2 separate regions of the Sus scrofa genome follow, and region 1 is linked to region 2. A link is a contact called in public Hi-C data. All regions are on one chromosome and are shown on one strand. Each heading gives the region's core, a stretch centred on a gene start, on an enhancer-like site or on the middle of the called end of the contact. The rest is flanking DNA. Distances are from core to core; before and after follow the strand shown.

Region 1 (4,682 bases), core at 2,077-4,576, 180 kb before region 2:
TCGGACCCAGAAGAGGTGATTTTCCATGACGGAGGTCTCTGCAGCCAACCGAGGAGGCTCTGAGCCCTGTCTTGCTGTGCCCTGAGCCTTCCTATGGGTTTAGGGAGAAAACAGCGTTGACCCCAGCTCCCACCCTCTTCTGGCTGTGATCCGGGTTTGCCTTGGCACCTCTCCCCTAAAAGGAGGCCAAGTAAGACCCCCGCTTCCCCTGCAGCTCTACAGAGACTCTCCCTCCTCACCCCCCACCCGAGCTCCCGAGGGTGGCTGTGCCCGGCCCCGGTTCGGGGTTGGCCAGCGGCTCGGGGGCGGGGTTGCCGGGTCTCAGCCTCCGCAGACCTCCCCACCCGCCAGGTCACCTGACTCGCTCCCACCCCTGCCACTCCCCAAGGAGGCTCAGCTCGTGGGCAAGCTGGGACTTGGGCCGGGGCCTGGAAGAGTGATTGGCTGGGAGGCTGCGGGAGAAGGCCAGGAGGCCCGGCAGAGTTGGGGAAGGGCGGGGAGCGCTGGCCCTGGGGGAGGGGAGTCCGCTCCCTTTGGCTGGCCGCCCTACCCCCACAAATACTCAGGACGTCTTCACTTACTAAAGAATGTTTCACTAAATAAAATAAAACCTTCATCTTCTGCCGTCTGGGCTGCCACGGAGTGAGGTGGGAGCGGGTCCGGGAGGCGCGAGACTCAAGTCCCTTTCCTCCCCCTGCCCCGCCGCCCGCGGCCCGCCCGGAGAGGCCAGCGGCCGGTGTTCCCGAGGGAGCATCTTCCTCCTCCCGGGCCTAGTGGAGGGCACACAACCCGGGGGGCCGGAGGGGCTGCGGGGGCGTCCAGGGCTGGGTGGGGGCCCTCAGCCGGGGGTGGGGGTGGGGCCGAGGCTGCGTCCCTGCCCCTCTTCCCGTCGGGGACAGGGGTGCGGGGGACCGGTGAGCTGGGGGCGGCCGGAGGAGTCCAGCGGGGCTTGGGCACAGGCTTCTTCCCGGCCCGAAGGAAGGGCGGCTGCTCCCTGCGCCGCGCGCGCGCGCGCGCGGCGCAGGGCCAGGGACCTGAGACCCTGGCCCCGTAAGTGCCCACTGCCTGTTTCCCCCTCCTAGGCTGCTCGCTTCCAGAGTCCTCTCCCGCGCCCAGGGAACTTTCTGGAAGGCCAAGGCCTGCAGGAGCTTCGTCCCCGCCCCTCCCCGAGTGAGCACAGACCCCTGGGGGCCACCAGCTGCTGTGGGCTGCTCTGGTTCCAGCATTTTGAGTTAACCCCTGTGTGAAGATGGACATCTGAAGGGGAGGGAGAGAGGGTCCAGGCTGGTGCTGGGGATGCGGGCCTGGGGCGGAAGCCAGCTCCACCACTTGCACTTACTAGCTGTGTGACCTGGGCAAGACTCTTAACTGCTCTGAGCCTGGGTCACCTTATTTGTGGAATAACGACGAGGATCTCTTCGTTGTAAAGGCAGTCCAGGGGTTTATATGAGCAGGACATGTAAAATGCCTGGCGAAGAGTTAAACCTCAGCTAATAGCAGGGTGCCTGGCCTCTTGTTTCATAGAATTCTGGAATTCCACAACCCATGAGTCTGGCCACGCCTCCCCTAATAGGACAAATGAGCCCATGCAGCTGAGCCCTATCCAGTAGACCAGGCTGGGCTCAGCTGTACCTTCCAAAGCCCCTGACTGAGGATAGCCAGGCGTCCTCTGGTGTCTGAAACTGTGACTGTGGAGTTCTCTGCAAAATCCCTTTACCTCAGGGCGCTCCCAGTATGAGGGGCAGTTCTTGCTCTCAGGGCACCTGCGACTGATGAGCAGCACAGAGGAGGGGCAGGCTTTTCAGAGTTCTTGGAAGCTCAGGGAAACAGGCTAGGATGTTCAATTTCAAAACATCTGGAGGTGCCCCAGGGGCACTGTTGCTTGCCTTTTCCCTTTGGGCGTGCCCGTCATCGCTTCCCCAAGGACAGCTCCCGAGTCTCCAGACAGGTCCTTTCTTTGGACAAGTTGCATGTGCTTTGTAGAATGCCCTACTTCATGCTACTCAAAGACGGCCAAGAAGTCATCTCCTGCATGAAATCTGTCCACAATTCTCAACTCCTAAGCAATTTGGCTCATAAACTCCCACCAGGATTTTCTTCACTTGCTATTCTGGCTTACTGTGGTTGGGTCGTCTCTCCAAACAGTCCCTGAGTAGCAAGGATGATACTTTATTCATCATTGTGCTCTCTTATCAAATCATTGCCAAAGGAAGAAATAAGAGCCTAAATTAGGCTGAAGCTGTTGGGGATGAAAAGGAACTAAATCCAGGAGTTCCTGTTGTGGCTCAGTGGGTTAAGGACCGTACCTCTCTGTGAAGATGTGGGTTCAATCCCTGGCCTCACTCAGTGGTTTAAGGATCCAGTATTGCCGCAAGCTGCAGCTTAGTTTGCAGAGGTGGCTCAGATTTGGTGTTGCTGTGGCGTGGGCCCCAACTGCAGCTCTGATTGGACCTCTGGCCCGGGAACTTCCATATGCTGCAGGTGCAAAAGAAAAAAAGGAACTAAATCCAGAGTTCATACGAAAAAAAAGAGTTTTGTGTCTGTGACAAAGAAAAATGGTACGGGGTCACAAAGACCTTTGCTCTGGCCTAAACTGCCACTTAGTTGTCATGTGACCCTGGACAGATCACTTAATTTCTGAGCATTAAAGAGGTTTCTTATCTCTAAAATAGAGACAATAATCCCTACTCTGCCTAACCCGCAGGGCTGTGGTGGAGCAAATGGTTCTGTGTGTAAAAGAACGTTGTGCAGTGGAAAGCAGCTGGAATATAAGACAAGGCTGTAAGTAAGAAATAGTAGGAATGGGTCACTGAGTGTATGGCCAACTGAGATTACAGAGAGGCTTAAGTGATTTGAACAGAGTTTGGGCTACTTCTGGGCCCTATCTTTTGGGCGGGAGCTTGGAATCTGGAGAACTTTCCCAAGGAGAGTATGTCCCTCCCACCCCCATGAATCTGCCCATAGTTCTGGGCCAGAATCCCCCTGCCCCCATTTCTGGGCAAGACTTCCTCCTGGGGGAGCCTCTGGCTCTGCTTTCCTCAGGGTGTTGCCTAGCGCCCACTGACGAAGAGCCTTGGTGGCTCTTTTGCTCTCTCTCTCTCTGCGTAGCCAGGATTGATTATTTCAACTCTTTATTAATTTCAAACCCCTCCCCCCAAGAAAGCAGCTCATCAGCCGCCCTGCACTCTTCTATCTGGGCATTTCCTGGTCGGTTCCCAAGTGAAGAGACCAAGAAGGCCTCAGGAGGCCATTTTCTTCCAAAGAACCTGAGGCCCCGGGGACGGGGGAAGGGGGGAGGGGGCAGGGGCAAGGCCTTCCCGCCCCGGGCCGGACAGCATGCACACCCAGCGTTTCCCCCGCTCAGGCTAGAGACTCGGTCACGGCCCACCATTTTGCACTGGCTCCTGGGGCGGCGGCAGTCCTGAAAAAAACCACGCTGGGGCTGGGACTCCGCCACTTTCGGCCAAGAACCCCAAGGCCAGTCCGAAGGTGGACGTCACCCAGGACTCGAACCTGCCTTCTCATCTTTGGAGGCCTAGTCCGAGATTGCGGTCACACTGTCCCTTTAAGGCGGCACTTTTTATTCTTCATTTGTTTACCTCTTCATGCGCTTTTTTAAAAAACACAAATTGTGTTCACAATATCCTTCCGCAAATGTCAATCCCAGTCACTAGCTACACACTCTGAAGCCATTCTTGTAATCTTAGGAATCTAAGACTTATTAGCCTTGGGCCAATATCTCTCTTTATAGAATTTAACCCTCTTTTGCACTTTAGGGACTATTTTTTAGGAGTAAACCATTCCTGCTTTAGTTAACACATGTTTATGACCTTCAGAACCTTTCCGCTGAGGACAGAATACGAAAAAAGCCTTTAAGACGCACCTTTTCATAAAAATATTCTGTGTGGGCCCTCATAGCCATGGAATCTTCTCGTATTCCCGAAGCAGAATGGTATGGTCCAGAACCCGCCCCATCTTCTCTGCGATTGGCCTTCCTTCCTCAGCGAGACGTGGGCCTCTTGGCCAATGGTGACCCACGTTTCTCTAGCGAGCGATAAGCGATGGAAGGAGACGGCCTGGAAGACGCCCCCTACGCGTCCTGGGATTGGCTACGTCGCACGGCGCGCGAGGATGGCGGGCCTGAAAGATGGGAACTACGACTCCCAGCTTCCAGGGATGGGGACTCCGTTACGCATGCGCATAGGCGGGGCAGCCCGGCTTCTATATAAAAGGGGCGCAGCGGGCTGGGAGGCAGCAGTTGGAAGTTGGCAGGTGGAGAGGCAGGTTGGGAGGGGAAGTCGGGGGAGGAGGCGGAAGAGGAGCTGTCGGAAGGGGGAGGAGGGCGGGAGGAAAAAGAGGAGGAGGCGGAGGAGAACTGAGCTGAGCAGAGCATCGAGCCAAAGGGGAGATGAGTTTGTCTGTCCTCGGTTGAGGCTCCGGCCGGGCCTAGGGAACTGGGAGCCCGGGTTGGAGCGACACCCGTGGAAGTGGGAGGAGGTGGCTCTGGGACTTTAACCCCTTGTGGGCTCTGCGGCAGGGGATTTAACCCTTTGTGGATCCAGCCCCTCGGAGTCAGCGTCATCGGGTAGTTTTAACCCTTTCGGGGCTGGGTTTAACCCGTTGGATTTAACATCTCGTTGCCCACCAACTCCTCGATAGCGGGGCGCGCTGCGGGGAGGCTT
Region 2 (4,905 bases), core at 453-2,952:
AGGGTGCGAACCCAACTAGTACCCATGTGGATGCAGGTTCAATTCCTGGCTTCGCTCAGTGGGTTGAGAATCCAGTGTTGCTGTGAGCTTGGGTGTAGGTCACAGGTGCAGCTCAGATCTGGCGTTGCTGTGGGCGTGGCATTGGCCAGCAGCTGTAGTTCTGATTCGACCCCCTAGCCTGGGAACTTCCATATACCTCGGGTGCGGGCCTAAAAAAAGAAAAAAAGGAAAAAAAAAAAAAAAAAAAGCAATATCAGTGAAGTGCAATAACACGAGATATGCCTGGATGTTGGATGTGTTCATGGATGGGATGGTGCAGGGGGCGGGCCTAGCCTCCGGAGGGACGTGGCATCACTTAGGAGGTGGCGCTTGAGCTGGGCATGGAAGGATGGGCTGTGGTAGGATGGACTAGGTAGAAAAGAAACAGCATACACAGACGCTTGGGGGTGCCAAAGGTGTGGAACGGCAAGGCTTGTTCAAGGAGCATCAGGCAGCCGGGCGTGGCTCCATTTAACGAAGCCACCTTGCGGGCCCAGGGCTGGACCACATTGCCCCGCTGATCAGGACCATCACTCTCTAAAGTGGTCTATTCATGAAGCAGCTGAAGCTCAGAGAGGCTAGGTAATTGTCTGAAGTCCCACAGCTCAGGGTCAAGCTCAGGTTCAAATTCAGGTTCATCAGATTCCCAAATCTGCTCCGAAGCACCACGCTGAACTGCCCGAGGACACGATTCAGGACCCAACGAGCCAGGAATAACCATTCAGACTTGAGTCTAGATAGCAGACTTCCCCAAATGCCTGCCATTTAGACTCCGTCTTTAAGAGAACTGTTGTGTCCTCATGTCTTAATGCTTGTCTTTAAATATTTCACTGTTGAGGAGCTCCTGTTGTGGCTCAGCAATAACAAACCCAACTGCTATCCATGAGGATGCGGGTTCGATCCCTGGCCCTGCTCAGTGTGTTAAGGAGCTGGCATTGCTGTGAGCTGTGGTGTAGGTCAAAGACGTGGCTGGGATCTGACGTTGCTGTGGCTGTGGTGTAGACTGGCGGCTGCAGCTTTATTTTGACCCCTAGCCTGGGAATTTCCAGGTGTGGCCCTAAAAAGACAAATAAATAAATAAATATTGCATTGTTTAAAAACTTAATATTAAGTAACTTTCTTGACACATAACACACATGAAGAAGTACACAAATAATTTTCGCTCATGTTAAAAAAAATTTTTATACTCTGATTTCTCTTCAGATTGAATAAATCTTTCCTCTTAGAAAAAAAAAAGCAATTTCCACCCAGGTCAACAGCAGAATATGATGAGCCCTCAGCAGCCAGCCTTGTGCCACTTCCCAGACTTGGCCCCACAGGTAACCACTCTCCGAGTTGTAACAGCACAGATTAGTTTTGTGCGCTTTTGAACTTCCTATAAATGGAACCATAAAGACTGTTCTTTTTATGTGTCTGGCTCAACATTTGTGTAGTTTAATTTATTCATTCTCACTTTTACACAGTATTCCGCTATATGGCTATACCCGAATGTATTTATCCATTTGACTGCTGATGTCTATCTAGATTGTTTTCAGCTTCTGGCTACCATGAGTAAAACTGCTCTGAATGTTTGTGTATGATGCTTGGTGAACACGTGCCCTCATATCTGTTGGGATTATCCGTAGGAGTCGAATTCCTGGGTCAGAGGGTTGTATGGGAGCGCTCAGTGGATGTGGCCAGTTTCCCAAAGTAGTTGTTATAAATTACATTCTCACTACCAGTGAGTCAGAGTTCCAATGACTGCACAGTCTTGCCAACATTTGTTACTGAAAGTCTTTTTCATTTTGATCCTAGTGGGTGTATAGGGATATAAGATTGTGCCTTTAATTCACATTTCTCTTAATGTAGTTGAATACTTTTCATCTGTTCATTGGTCACTTATATATCCTCTTTTTATGAGATGTTCAAGTCTTCTGCTCATTTTTCTATTTTTTTTATTTCTATTGATTTTTTTTTTTTTTTTGGCTGAACCTGCAGCATGCAGGCCAGGGAAGTTCCCAGGCCAGGGATCGAACTCAAACCACAGCGATGACAATGTGGCATCCCTAACCACTAGGCCACCAGGGACCTCCTCTATTGATTTTTCTCATTGATAAATAAGAGTTCTTTATATTTCCGAATGCCACTCCTTTGATGGATGTATGATTTACAGTATCTTCTCTCGAATAAATTTATTTTATGGACCATTACTCCCATAACTAAAAAACCAATATCATGTGATAGATAATAGACTGCAAAATAAAATAAAAATAAGACAATGTTAAAGAGAGAGAGAGAGACAATGTTATTACATTCTAGCTAAATATCTCATGGCTGGCAGAAGGGCTAGAATCCTGTTAAGAGATTAGCAAGAGAGGAGTTCCCTGGTGGCTCAGAGGGTTAAGGATCCAGCATTATCATTGCTATGGCTATGGTTATGGCTGTGGCACAGGTTGGATTCCTGGCCCAGGAATTTCCACATGCCTGGGGCAGAGCCTAAAAAAGGAAGAGAGAGATTAGCAAGGAAAAACAGGTGTTAAAGGGAGTTCCCACTGTGGCTCGGCAGTAATGAACCTGACTAGTATCCACGAGGACGCGATTTCCATCCCTGGCCTCGCTCAGTTGGTTAAGGCTCCGGTGTTGCCTTAAGCTGTAGTAACGTCCATGTGCCATGGATATGGCCCTAAAAAGACAAAAACAAAAAACAAAAAAGCGAGAGCTGAGGAGTCCATTAGGAGTAGTCGAAGAAGTCCAGGTGGTAAATATCAAGGCCTGGGTGGGGGTGGGGATTAGAAAGAGAAGAGGTAGAACCTGGGCAACATCGTGGCTGATGTGTTGAGAGAGAAAAAGGAGCTGTCGGGGGTAAGTCTAAGTTGGTGGACTGGGAGGAGGGAGATAGCAGCCTGGAGAAGCGAGTTGCGGGGAGGGAGGAGATAAGGAAATCAATCTGGGGGAATGCGATGAATTCATTTTTTTGTTGTTGTCTTTCGAGGGTCGCACCTGCGGCATATGGAGGTTCCCAGGCTAGGGGTCCAATCAGAGCTGTAGCTGCCGGCCTACACCAGAGCCACAGCAACGCCGGATCTTCAACCCACTGAGTGAGGCCAGGGACCCCCAACCCACAACCTCATGGTTCCCAGTCAGATTTGTTTCCACTGTGCCATGACGGGAACTCTGGGTGCACTGAATTTGAACTGATAGCAGGATCTCACAGGGAGCTTCTGAGTCTCCCATTTATTTATTTATGCACTGGTTTCACAAATATTCACTGAGCATGTACGGGGGCCCGGGGTGCAGCCATCCATCAGACAGATAAGATCTCTGCTCTGATGGAGTCGAACATTCATGGGAAAGATGGACAATGGGAAAACCAGGTAAGGACAAGCACACTGTGCTCAGGGCTCGGGGCTCGGGGCTCGGGGCTGGGGGTGGGGGGGACTGCGGCCTTTGGAGAAGGTGCAGCCGTTAAAGCCAGCTTGCTTAGGAGAGGGGCAGGGTGAACTGTGCAGAGGAGAGGGCCGAATGCCAGCGTTTAGAAGCAGCAGGGGAAGGAACACCCCTCAAAGCAAACCAAGGAGGAGGAATCAGAGGGGGAGGAGGCGGAAGTGGGTCACTGGAAGAGCGTTTCAAAGATCTTTCAATGGATGCGTTCATTCATTTATTGAATCAGACTTCATTTGGTGCCTTCTGAGTGCCGGGCTCTGGGGGATCAGAGATGAATGTGAAGTCTCTGGGGGAGGCAGTTGTGTAAACTACAAATTATTAGTAAGCCCACATGAGCAAGATTCTATCATGGAAACACATGGGGGCGGTGTTATGTTGTGGGAGTGCAGATGATGGGAACTCCCTATTTTTGAACCTACTGTGTGCTAGGCTTCTGGAAGGGTGGGCGTGCAGCTAGAGGATGGGGGCAAGGGCGTTGACAGAGAAGGACCAGCTTGAGCAAGTGCCAGGAGGTGGGAAACTGCTTGGGCAGTTCTGGCAGCGGGGAATCCACAAGCACATGGCAGGTGGAGCAAGGCAGAGCGCCAGGGGCCTGGGATGGGCTGGAGATTCTGCCGAGTCAGTGCACCAGATTCAGGAGGTGCTGGGGCCAGTGCAGATTTCAAGGAGAGTGCCTGCCACTCGGCACTGTTCCACTCAGACCACTGTTCCACCCAACTAACTGGAGCCAGGTCGCCTGGGAACCTGGATGAGCCCCAGGAGGAGAGGTGGGCGTGGTATGTTGGAAGGCATCTTTCAGAGGGGCCTGTGAGAGGAGGGGAGTAGAGTATGGGGCCCTCCAGTGTCCTGGGAGTGTTCTCTTGGAACAGTGGGCAGAGAACTGAGGGCTCCTGTCGGGGATGGAGGAGGGTGAAGCGGGCAGAGGTGCCAAGGCCCAGCCCCGAGCAGCCTAAGTTTGGAGGCACCCCCTGAGGGGAAGCCCTGGGCTGACCCAAGGGCCAGAGCCTCCTTGCGCTCCTCCTGGTCCAGGCCTCACCTGGTCTCCTCCCCCGCCTCATGTCAGCAGCCTCACCCCCCAGCCTTGGCACGTGGGGGCTGGAGGATGGACGGGTACCAGACTCTAGGGTTCTCTTGACCCCGGCCCACTGCGGCACAAAGCTCCCTCTAACCCTCCCTGGTATACAGGGTTGGGAATCACCTCTTGGGCAAAAGACCTCTGGCGCCCCCTGCTGCCATTTGGGCTTCAACAATGCCAATCCCTCCTCTGGCAGCTGAGGACCCTTGTGGCCTGAACACATCTACGGCCAGTTTCAGTTGGAGGTTCATCAGGTTGGAGGTCTGCCTTGTGATGTTTACCGAGACTTCAGCAGCTTCCTAAGTGGCCTCCCTTCCTCCCTCCTCCACCCATAGCTGGGAGAATCTCTTTAAAAGCATATCCATGGG

What was found. A called contact is a pair of places that touch in the nucleus more often than the background predicts.
Region 1: a Hi-C map of embryonic fibroblasts shows a contact between it and region 2, with 6 times the contacts expected there. The contact joins the promoter of HEXIM1 here to the enhancer-like site in region 2. A contact is called at or near these places in 2 of 47 Hi-C or Micro-C datasets (embryonic fibroblasts and epiblast stem cells) and 1 of 2 datasets of contacts at active chromatin or transcription factors (skeletal muscle).

The regions. Positions count from the first base shown.
Region 1 is chr12:18,268,733-18,273,414 of Sscrofa11.1, reverse strand. It overlaps HEXIM1 (protein HEXIM1), which reads left to right and starts at 3,326. Exons shown (of 1, transcript XM_003131323.5): 1 at 3,326-4,682. It overlaps ACBD4 (acyl-CoA-binding domain-containing protein 4), which reads left to right. Exons shown (of 10, transcript XM_003358011.4): 10 at 1-628. The coding sequence ends at 19.
Region 2 is chr12:18,090,173-18,095,077 of Sscrofa11.1, reverse strand. No RefSeq gene overlaps it. Among named protein-coding and RNA genes, the nearest start is that of MAP3K14, 50 kb to the left of the region's middle. Within about 2 kb of position 1,702, at least 4 of the 83 cell types and tissues checked have an H3K27ac peak or open chromatin away from gene starts, as enhancers often do. A contact at or near this core is called in embryonic fibroblasts, where this site is marked.